Linked DNA regions of Mus musculus: region 2 is linked to region 1. The links are chromatin contacts, called in public Hi-C maps. All regions are on one chromosome and are shown on one strand. The core of a region is the stretch at or near the end of the contact, and the rest is flanking DNA. Distances in the headings are between cores, read along the strand shown. Region 1 has its middle 120 kb from the start of Gm39451. Region 2 has its middle 150 kb from the start of Gm39450.

Region 1 (5,722 bases), core at 883-3,382:
ACACCAGCAAGCTGTTTGTGCAGACAGCAAATGCTATCAGTGCTGAGACAATTTTGCATCTATTTACAACCAGGAGAAAGCCCTCCTGCTGGTAAGCAGTGTCAGACTCCATCTCTGGGTAGGGCATGTGCTCAGCCTCCTTCCCTTCCTGCTGTGTAGTGAGTAGTTTGATTATGTCAGTGAATCAGAATCTCACTTCCTGGCTCTCTTTTCTGGACCCTGGACCCCACACTATTACCTGGAGAAATTCAGAAACTGGCATGTTGCAGGTTCTTGGACTCAACTTCCAACTGAATGATCTTCATCGTTGTTTTTGTTAGTGGCATAAAGTAGACCACGTAAGTTTACAGTCACCCTTTTCCCCTCACTCTACCCCTGCCTTGTGGCTCTTTCCCAGGATGTGAAGTCTCTCTACCCCCTTTACACTCTGGGCTGGCTCTGAAGTTTCCTTGGCTTAGAAAGGTTGGTGGAGCATTAGATCTGGGTCTCAGGTGCAATGCTCACTGTGTTTCCTCTTCTGGAGATTGCCACTGTTATAAGATATAACAAATTAAGCTAGTCCTTGCAGGAAGTGATGTTCCATGGAAAAGAGCCCGGTGGTCTCAGCTGGCACTTCCCCCAAACATGCAGAACCCACAGAGATGCAGTAACTGCACCTCCAAGTTAGGGCCCATCTCTGGGCCCTCGGACTTCACAAGAAGCAGTGCATGTTAGTCTTCGAATGTTTGGTAGTGCTACAACTGGATGGGCAGCATAGGCAAACTTAACCTCTTCATATCCACCAAAGCCAAGGGAGTAATGATATTTATTTTCCCAGAGATTCCTCAGCTGAAATATAAATCTCAAAAAGATGGGCTCTCAAAAGACATATATTCTTGCTCTGGGGGATATGGGTAAATACTGGGTAAAATATTTTCCATAAGAGTGGGAAGGTCTGAGTTCTAACCCACATAGCCGGATACAAGAGGGAAGCACCTATCTATAACTCCAGTACTACAGTGTGATGAGAGGCAGAGATAGAGTCCCTGGATGCTCTCAGAGCAGCTAGCCCAGTGTATACCACAGGGAACCATGAAAGATCCTATCTTAGAATGTGAGGACAAACACCCGAGACTGTTCTTTGACCTCCACATGCATGACATAGCAAAAGCACATGCTCATTTGCACACAAGAATGCACACACACACACATACACATGCATGTATACATGCATGCACATATAAACACATGTGCACACACATATGTCCATGTGCATACAAACAGGCTGCGTCATATCTCTGATTAAGTTGATGCAGTCTGCCTTAAAAATTGTTAAATATGGTGGGTGGACAGTGCTGGGCTGGCACCACTCAAAGCTCGTCATGTTTATAGGTTGAAGTGGAGCATGTAAAAGCCTCACAAACTCTTTCCAGATTTCTAAGGTCATGTGTGCCCATCTTGGCACTGAGCTTGACCACTTGGGTCTAATATTTCTGTCGACCTTAAAATTATTCAAGTTCTTTTAAAACTCCAGCCACAGTATCTGAGTCTGTGACCTCCAGTGACATTGAATGTCATGACCTGATTATACCTATTACAGAAGAAAATTCTCCTTTTTGTATATTTTGTTTACTGGCCATTACTTCCTTGGTCCCCAGTTCTTGCTTCACAAAATGACCTAAACAGAAGCCAGACCTGTCTTACACAACCCCTCAGTTCCTGCTCATATGAAAACAGTGCTTGATTGTATCTTTAATTGGCAATAATTTCAAATATTTTATCACCATATTCAAGTTAATTGTATGAACATACCCTGTGCTCTACTTCTATGATCTTTATCTTATCAGAAATTGATATTTAAGCTGAAGAAAGAGACCAGTGGGAGGGAGTAGGAATCCTGGTCTACATATTGCTCTTCCTAATTGAAAAGATTATTTGCTGACATCCAAGAGTGCTTCTGTCCTGGTTCCAGGGCACGAGAGCGGGAGCAAATGTAATTCTTTAGCACAGCATCAGGTTTTTCTTCCTTTCACGTTCTGCCAAGCACCCTGTTTGCTTTCTGAAAATTGGTTTTTCACGGTGAAGAACACCATCAAAGCAAACCCAGAAATGCTCTGAACTATTTCCTCCATACAACATTTGGTCAGTGTAGAGCCCAGCTGTTGACAAACTTGAGTTACAAGGGGGAAGCTCTTCTCCTATGATGTTTATTCTCCTGCACTCGCTGTTCTTTGACAAAAGACAGTGACAGGGAGATGCCGTGACTACCAGTCAGATGAAACATAAGAAAGCCTAAGCCACTGCACCTGCAAGCCAACTACATGATTTTCACACACACACACACACACACACACACACACACACACACACACACACACACACACAATTTCTCCCTTTTGAACTTCATTTTTGCTGGCCACCAATCTGCCTCCTTGCTGCCTGCATTGGAATCCATCTGGAGTTCCTTTGTGTCTGCTGTGTGGGTTTTCCCCTCCCACCAAATCAAGCCAAGTTAGCATCATCAGAAACCTTCCCAGTCGCCAGCTGCCACCTTCCTGCAGATTTTGAGATGTGCACTGAATTCCTGAGACCCGTGAAATGACTCATGCCTACCTCAGAGACTTTATGCTGTTCTCTGAGGTGTTAGCTCTATATTGTTGATTTGATTCCAGGCATTTAGTTTGTGAGTATGTGTGCAATCCTTTATTGTGAGGCATACTACCGCTGACCTAGAGTAAGATCTAAATGTCAAACTTGGAGAACGTTCATGAGATGCTGTGTCTGAGTGGTGAAGGACTGGGACTTGAAGGCCAGTCCACTGGTGTCACTTACAATTCAGCCATTTACTGAGTTCACATTCTTGGGCAGTTACCTTCATTCTCTAAGGCTCCATCTATGACTGTCTATATGTGCTTAGCCCAGGGAGTGACACTATTAGAAGGTGTGGCCCTGTTGGAGTAGGTGTGTCACTTTGGGCTTGGGCTTTAAGACCCTCATCCTAGCTCCCTGGAAGCCAGTCTTCCACTAGCAGTCTTCAGATGAAGATATAGAACTCTCAACTCCTCCTGTACCATGCTTGCCTGTATGCTGCCATGTTCCTGCCTTGATGAGAATGGACTGAATATCTGAACCTGTAAGCCTGCTCCAATGAAATGTTGTCCTTATAAGACTTGCCTTGGTCACGGTATCTGTTCACATCAGGAAAACCCTGACTAAGACACCATGTCTCCTTTAAAAATAGTTCTCTAGGCGGAATGTCTGCTAGAGGTATTTCTTGAGAGGATTCACGGAGGGTCATCCTAACGGTGTGCTTTGTAGATTCAGAATGCTCAGGGAGCACCATCTTCCCTTCCTCATCTGGTGAATCTGGTGAGCGAATGTAAAGGTTGGGTCCCCAGTCAGTGAGAAGATGATTGTATTTACTGTGAGGGAGTTCAGGCACTCAAGGCAACTGCTCACCCTGCTTCGACAGTCAGCAGCATGATGGTACATTGTTTGCTTTCCCCTTTTTATGCAGTTAGGGACCCCAGCCCATGGGATAGTACAACCTACATTCTATAATGTTCATTTAAGCTGATGTTCATATAACTATTGTGGACTGAAGTTGGCTGCCCTGTAATCATTGTCCTTTCCAAACATGGCATCGAGTCAGTTTTAATTTAAGTGGTAAATGTGTCCTGACATCCTCAGGCCTGAAATTGGTTCCCGATTCACATCTGCAGAAAGGGTAGGATAGCTTTATCATGAACATTGCTTCTTCGTGGACATCCATCGGTTACTATGGGCTCTCCAGGGCTAAGTGTCTGCACTCTGTATAAAAGGTTTCATTCAGATAACCAAGCTAATATGGATACCCGGATGTTTCAAGGATGGCCTTGATTGGATTCGAGTTCTCTGGGGCTCTCATTTTCTCCCTTAAGCCAGCCTCAGACCCAATGCCTGTCACTTTTAGTTAGTTGTTGAGTTTTCTTCTGGGCCTTCCATTACTAACTTTTCTCACTGATCCGACAAAGCATCTGGCGACTGGAGCTTAAGGAAGGCAGGGCTTATTTTGCCTCATGCTGGGAAAGAGCAGTCCATGCTGGAGAAGTCAGGGCAGGAAAGGGTGAGGCACCTGGACCCATTGCTCTCATAGGCAGGGAGCAGAGAGAGGTAAACACAATGTTCATTTGGCTTTCTCCTTCTGTGTAGAAGGGTGCCACCTACATTTTAGGATGGGTCTTCCTACCTCAGTCAACCCCTATCACAGACATGCTCAGAGTTTTGTCTTCTAGGTGGTTCTAAATCCTGTTAGGTTGACAGTTAATATTAGCACCAATGGGCCTAATCTTTCGGTTTCAAGCTATTTGTCCCATTACTTTATTTATCAGCTGATGATTCTAATCTCCTGGTGAACTCCGCTCTTGTCTCTGCACCTTCTCACCTCTTGGCTTCAGGTGCCAACAGCAGAGGGAATTGGCAGGTGAGAGGAAGCACACTGGCCCTTTGCACCAACGTTATATTCTAAACTTTACCATCTCTCAAAAATTTATTCAGTTTTTAATATCACTTTTGCTTATTCATTGAGAATTTCATACATGAATACAATACATTATGGTAATAGCCACCCCCCCCCTTTGCTCTCCTACCTCAACCCCATTCTCCTAAGGCAATCACCCTTCTGACTTCTTGCCTTCTTCAGTTATTTCTAATAACCCACTAAGTTCAATTAGTGTTGCCTAGATATGTGTAGATATAGACCTGACCCCTGGAGCACACCAGGGGCCACGCCTCCATGGAAGATGGCTTCCCCTCTCCCAGCAGCTGCAGTCTGCAAGCAGCTTCTCAGTTAGGGCTGAGCCTCATGAGCTCTTCCGTCATCCATGGTCATTTACATTGTGAATCTTCCTCTGGACTGACACTGAATGGTCGAGTGCCTTCATGACACATAAGCATCCTTAGAATGATTCTCAAAGATATACATGCACATTTCAGCTCATCTCCTAGACAGAGCTAATCCAACCACGTTGACAAGATTAACCATCACAAAGCATTTTTTTTATCCCAAGGTGATGAGAAGCAAAAGCTTTTTTAAATGCATGTTTGTTTATTCTTGTGTGTATGCATCCATTTATATGTATTTGAGGAAGAGAAATAGTAACTATATATTAGGCAGACAAAAAACAGCTATGTATATGGATTTTTCATAATCTGTAATAAATTTAGTTAAGAAGTTATAGAAATAATTAAATGGGTAATATTTTCCACATTATCCATATTTATCATAAGCAATGCCCTGTAAAAAGCCATCTTTCTTATGAGGGTGAAGAAACATTTTCTGTCTCCAAGAAAAATTGAGCCTGGCAGCAGCTTCATCGACTCAAAAAGGGAATCTGCGTCTGGGGTTCGAACACAGCATGGTTCACATTGGCTAAGGCTGGCGCACAAAATGCAAGTGGCTTTTGTGCTTTCTTCTTTCATTGGAACTGACTCCAGAGTGAGTAGAAGTGGCTGGGTCCCCTCTAGATGTTTCCTCCAAACAGTAAGGCTGGAAGCTGCCCATCTCTTCAGGTTGTTTCCACTTGCCAGGCATTTGAAAACATGGTTTTACTCCTCCTAATTGATGCCATATTTCTGGAAAAGTATTTTTTACATCTCCCTTATTCACTAAGAGCTGTTTACGAATAGGATAATTTTTATCATTTTATTTAGTGTGTGTGTGAGTGTGTGTGTGTGTGTCTGTGTGTCGTGTATGCATGTGTGT
Region 2 (6,202 bases), core at 2,303-4,802, 130 kb before region 1:
CTTATTGCAAAAATTATGTGTAAGGATGGGTATAATTTAGATCAGAAAATGATTCATACATAAATGTTAAAATATAGAATTATTTACAGCAGTATAATTTTGCAAAATTTGAAAAGTTCAATATTAGGAAGATGATGTTATTTAAATGATCAAAGAGTTGCTAATGACATAGAAAAATATGGCATGGTTCTAAGGAGAACCATGTAAGGGGTTATACACTGACACTCTGAAGTTTTGGCACTGTAGAGTTGTGTCCACCTGACACTGTAAAGTGCTGTATACCTCATACTGTAGAGTTGTGTCCACCTGACACTGTAGAGTGGTAAACACCTGTCACTGTAGACTAGTATACACCTGACACTATAGAGTGGTGAACACCTGACACTGTAGACTAGTATACACCTGACACTATAGAGTGGTGAACACCTGACACTGTAGAGTGGTGAACACCTGACACTGTAGAGTGGTGAACACCTGACACTGTAGACTAGTATACACCTGACACTATAGAGTGGTGTACACATGACACTGTAGAGTGGTGAACACCTGACACTGTAGAGTGTTATATTTCTGACACCAATTTCTAGGTTAAATTTGAGCCATGGACAATTTATGAATTCATAAAAAAGGGGAATCTAAATCCAGCACGGCAGTGCGTTCATGCAACCGTGGCACCATGGAGGTAGAGTCAGGAGGATCTGGAATTCAGAAGTTCATAGACACCATCAGCCTCATAATGACTTCAAGCCTTGCTTGATCTCTCTCTCTCTCTCTCTCTCTCTCTCTCTCTCTCTCTCTGTATGTGTGTGTGTGTGTGTGTGTGTGTGTGTGTGTATGTGTATGTGTAAAGAGAGGGAGACAGAGACAGACTATCACTCAAGGGTGTTGTCATACAGAGGTGTTAGATTCAGTTTTGGGCAGTATGCTAGATTTCTACATGAATTAACAAAAATAATAAATGCAAGGTCTTTTAATTTTGAGCAAGGCATTCTGTAGTGTTCGTTGATTTCAAGCTGGCAGGTGGAGAGCTACAGCTAAGGGTGTGGGTTCTGGGCTGCTCAGGGACTTGGCTTTGGACTGAAGATGGATGCAAATTCCTGAGTACTGAGGTTTGGCATTCATTAGGAAGATGCTTGAGGCTGGCTGGCAGAAACAGGCAGAGGTACAGGGCTGCATTTTACAGGACTGTGTTTATACTTGAGGACAGGAGAATTCCTATTTGCATATGAGCGGATTATCATGTATCTTATAAAGTGAGCCTCCTGGCAGGGAGCAGAATAACCTAGTTCTTATGCCCTTGGTATCTTGCAGGGTAGGATTACTAATGTTTCATGTCAAGTCAATAGGGCTGAGTCTCCTCTAAGAACCCCTCCTTCAGTTCACAGCTGATTGGGTGTACTGAGTCCGTGTTTCATTGAGATGACATGACTACAGTCAGCTGTTTACAGTGAACGGACTCCCTCATGGTACTATATGTGTCTGGGTCATGGGGAAACCATTTTAGGCACACCTTGGTAATCTTTACTGTCTGAAAGGACCTGTATTAAGGAAATGAATAGGTTGACTTTGAATTGTTTTAGCACGTGGTAGAGATGTGACCAAGTTGGGACATTTAGTTTAGCACAGATAGCTATTATAACTGTTACTGCTGTGTAAAGTAGGAGCAGAAAACCCTGTGGAGGAATGAATTTCTGCCACTTGTTGTGTGTTATGGAATGTTCTGTGTGTAAAGATGTTTTAGCGTGTGTGTGTGTTGTGTGTATGTATTTTGTGTATGTGTATGTGTATGCATGTATGTGTATGATATATGTATATGTATGCATGTGTGTGTGTATATATGTATGTATGTATGTATAAATGTCTCACATTTAGATGTTTTCATCTATCTCATCAGGCTCAATCTGGTGAGGTGCCATGATCCTTTAAACTATGAAGATGGCTTTCCCTGCATCCTTCCCGTTTGTAGTTGTCACATCTCTATTGCTGTGGTAGAACAACATGATAAAGGGAACTTAATGAAGGAGGACTTTAGCTGGGTTTCAGTGGTGGCACACACCTTTAATTCCAGCCCTAAGGGGTCTAAGGCAGCCAGATCTCAGAGCTTGAGGTCTACAGATCAAGTTCCAGGACAGTCAGGGCTACACATAGAAACCCTGTCTCAAAAACAAAACAAAACAAAACAAAACAAAACAAAACAAAAGGCAAATGCAAAAACGGAAGAGTTTATGATTCCAGACAGTGAGTCCATACTGGTGCAGCAGAGACAGCAGCTGACAGGCATGGTGGCTGGAGCAGAAGCTGAGGGGTCACATCTCGAACTGCAAGAATCGAGTAGAGAGAGTACACTCAAAACAGCTCGAGTCTTTAAGCTCTCAAAGCCCATGCTCAGTGTAATGAAGCCACACCACTAGATGCCCCCAAACAGTGCTACAAACCAGAGATCAGGTATGTAAATGCCTGGGACTATGAGGGACATTGCTTCTCCAAACCCTGACTTTGCTCGTCATAGCAAGCTTTACTTCCGAACATTTAGGGTTGCTCTGTTCTGTAAATTCCTCATGGACACATTTAAAATATACACTTAAGTGAAGCTAAACTATGTCACATCCTAAACTGTCACCCTCCTAGACTTTGTTAGATATCACATACCTCCTTTGAGTCAATTAGTCAGTCCCCTGGGACCATTCCTTATCATTCATAGTGGGGAGAGCCCTACTCAGTTACTATGAAAGGGCCGAAGCTAGATGGTTGCCAGCCCACTGGATTGCTTTGGGATGTTGACTAGCCTAGCCGACTCACGTTGCATGTATTATAAAAGGCATTCTGCAGCCAGCACAGAGTCCTTTAGCACCTTCCCAGGCATGCAGGAGCATGATTTGGGATGATTTGGGTACCAAGGAGCTCCTACCATCAGCATCTACCAGCTGCTGCCTCTTTCTTGTTTGTGAGGCCATGGGAGGCTAGAAGGTGACCATCAGAATACCTCATGGAATGCCATCTGCGAAAAGAGGCAGGAGCCTTTCCCCCTACATCATTAGTTCCTTGTTAGTGTGGGACCCTTAGGGGAAAGTACTTAGGACATCAAAGGCCTTTCCCTGTTTCTCCTTCCTCTCCTCTGCCTTCTCCTCTTTTCTCTTCTGTCTCTCTGTACACATACTCTCTCCTTCTCCTCTCCCTTTTTTCTTTTCCTTTTTTGCCCCCTTTCTCCTCTTCTTTCCCTCTTCTCACCTCTCACTTCTTTCTCCTTTCCCTCTCCTCTTTTCCTCTCTCTTCTTCACTTTTTAAAAGTCTATGTTGAATTCCAGTTAACCCAAAGCTCACCATGAATAAATAGCCCCTAAAATAAGATGTCAGGGGTCCATTCTGCACTGTGAGGTTCTAGAGGACTGCCCCCAAGGAGGCGATGCTAGCACAGAGTACTCCTGTAGTCCACAGGAGAATCTCCAGCTCAAAGTCCTGTGTGCCTTCAGCCAGGAAGATCTGACACACTACACTTGGCAGAGGTCAGTTTTCAGCTCCGGCGTGGGATGGCGACAGAGCCTCATTACACTAATTTCATTTACAGGGCAGCCTGGTTTCCTGTGCCGTGAGCTGCGTGCTTATTCAGCTGCCTTGACTCTCGTGGATTTGCCCGCACTGCGTATTTTTGTTTCCAAACTATTTTGGCCCTGGAAAGATGTCTGGCTCCAGCTCACTTTGAAGACTGATGAAAGTCACAGGAGTTTCCAGGGAGCCGGAACAGGCAACTTGTGGGGCCTTTCCTCACTCACACTGCCGGAAAGGCCACCATCGTAACCCAGACTTCACTTGCAGAGGCAATGAGTGAGTTTGCGAATGGCCTCACCACCCTTGAGGTTGTGAACGTCAAGTCAAGGCAGGGTTGAGTCAATGGGCTCCCGCGTCTGCTTCTTTGCTTCTTTCTGGGTAGATGTGGGATTTTATGACACACTCTGGCCCTGCTTCAAGACACTCACTCGACATTAATACCTTTCACAGAGGGCACAACAAGTGACTTTGCATTTGACATTGAGGCTAGAGCTATGGATCATGTTTGATTAGTTCACCGTGGTACTAAGACAGTGGGGTCTTCACAGAGTTTTGTAAGTTATGGCTAAAGCAGGTAGAGGCCTTGATGGGTCTACATCACAAGAGAGGCCTAGAGAGACTTATACAGGTAACCAGCCTAAATCATACTACAATCTGCATTTTAGGAAGCTAATCTGCAACCTCACACAAGTAACCAATGTTTGTTTGTTTTTTCTCATTTAAGAATGAACCTTATAAAAAGAAATCAACACACCAACTGTAATCTTCAGATATTGTTTAGTTCTAATAAATACTGTTCGATATTTGGATAATAACCATAGGTTTGAGTTTATTCCCGCCTCAAGAAGAGATTGAGTGCTTAGAAATCAAATCATAACTAAATCTAAATTCACATTTTAGCAATAAAAAGTAGGTAGTCAAAATGTTCGTGGCACGTAAAATGGTCTTTTCACACTGGTATGGCTGCCTTGAATATGTTGTTTTGCGGTTGAGACTTCTAATTTAGGGAGCTGGGGCACACAAAGCTCTGTGGACAGCCCAGTTTATACCATGCATGGATAAACCTGAATGCCAATGGATTTGAACTTGAGGACTGTGAGAGTGAACTTATTTATGCCCTTGAGGACACGAAGCATAACTAGAGAGGACCCTGAGGTAACTCAGCTCTTCGGCTCAGATTGCATAAGGCCCTGTTATGAGTGAGGGCCGCGCTATGCTGCATATTACAAGTAACTTGCTAGTTGGAACTATATCATTAACCCGATGAAGACAGGGAGGCCTCGACACGGAAATGCGGTAGAAATCCACAAAGGACTGGGAGGCAGAGAGAGCTGAAACACCCGTGTTTATCTCTGAACTTCCCATGGCTACTGCTTCAGAAGTCTAGCAAGACCGCTTGCCCCTGTGAACTGCCTGTTTGACTTCTCAGCCCAGAACTTACCCAGGCTGCAATCACCAGGATGTAAACGCAGTCTTTCACTCTCATCCCCAGGACCCTGGGTGAGACAAACGTAGAGTCTAAGGGAAAAAACCTTTGGAACGTCAGACGATGAAATTTCTTTCAACAAAAATTTGATGGAAATAAGAACTTTAAAAAATTCTACCTGTGACCCAAAAAAAGAACAGGAAAAGGGCGAAGCAGGCATTTGCTTGAGTGGGTGGGGTTTAAACAGCTCAGATGGTTCTCTTACCACTCAAAGCCTAGAAAATTGCCTCCACTCTTCCCCTCTCCCGTCACGAGCAGACATGGCCTCGTTTCTGAGAGTTTTTCCTACCAACATGGCTCCAATATATTTGAAGGCTTCAATTGTCTCAAGTAGAATTGTAATAATATCTTTTTATTAGGAACCTCTTGTAAATGTATTTCAAAAGATTCGTTAAAATATGCACACTTGACAGTATTAGCAAATATCCACGTCCCGTCTTTGTGGGGTGACAGAAATTGAGCAGTGAGTTAGGATTAAATAAAACATTAGCACTAAAGCCACGATGAATGCCATTCTCTGGCCTCTCAAAAAGAGGTGCTTTGCTCTAAAACACTTCTCAACTATTAGTCAAAAACTTCTCATTATCACGGTTTCTATTTAAACCATCAAAACTGCGATTCTGGCCCATGCCCCTGCACACCCCCTTCCCTGCTGTTTTAAAGGCTGACAAGTTAAAAGCAGGATATTTTAGAATGGGTTTCTTTCATAGCTGAAGAAATATTATTTGAAACAGTTTGCTAAAATACAATTTCCTTTGTGGGGTCATCAGCCAGAAAACCAGCGCTGATGCAGACAGCCTGTAGCCAGATGGGGACCATAGTTGGGTGACAAAGTGCTTGGGGAGAAAAAAAGACACATTCTACAAACTTCCTAACAGAGGAATGGGGTGAGCAGTTCAAATTTATGATTAGTACCCGTGATTGAACCAAAGGAGGCTCTTGGCACCCGAAAATCTCGCTAAGTCTTCCTTGATTAACTGGGCGTTCTGACTTCGTGGAGCCCAGATGGTGGATGCAAACATGAGCGTTGCAATCACGGTTCAAACACGCACACACCACACACCAGGAGGCTCAGCCAGCTTATCATTATTGTCTTGTCTCAGTGGGCTGAAGCCCGAGAAACGTTCTTTCATCTGAAGATTATCATAACATAGGAAATAGCACAAAATT

Evidence for each region. Hi-C and Micro-C count contacts between places; a contact is called where the count stands out from the background.
Region 2: a Hi-C map of the N1E-115 cell line shows a contact between it and region 1, with 6 times the contacts expected there. The contact joins two enhancer-like sites. A contact is called at or near these places in 2 of 484 Hi-C or Micro-C datasets (the N1E-115 cell line and nephron progenitors).

What each region holds. Positions count from the first base shown.
Region 1 is chr9:117,432,836-117,438,557 of GRCm38.p6, reverse strand. It overlaps a transcript of Rbms3 not described here. Among named protein-coding and RNA genes, the nearest start is that of Gm39451, 120 kb to the right of the region's middle. Within about 2 kb of position 2,132, at least 4 of the 459 cell types and tissues checked have an H3K27ac peak or open chromatin away from gene starts, as enhancers often do. A contact at or near this core is called in the N1E-115 cell line, where this site is marked.
Region 2 is chr9:117,563,856-117,570,057 of GRCm38.p6, reverse strand. It overlaps a transcript of Rbms3 not described here. Among named protein-coding and RNA genes, the nearest start is that of Gm39450, 150 kb to the left of the region's middle. Within about 2 kb of position 3,552, at least 11 of the 459 cell types and tissues checked have an H3K27ac peak or open chromatin away from gene starts, as enhancers often do. A contact at or near this core is called in the N1E-115 cell line, where this site is marked.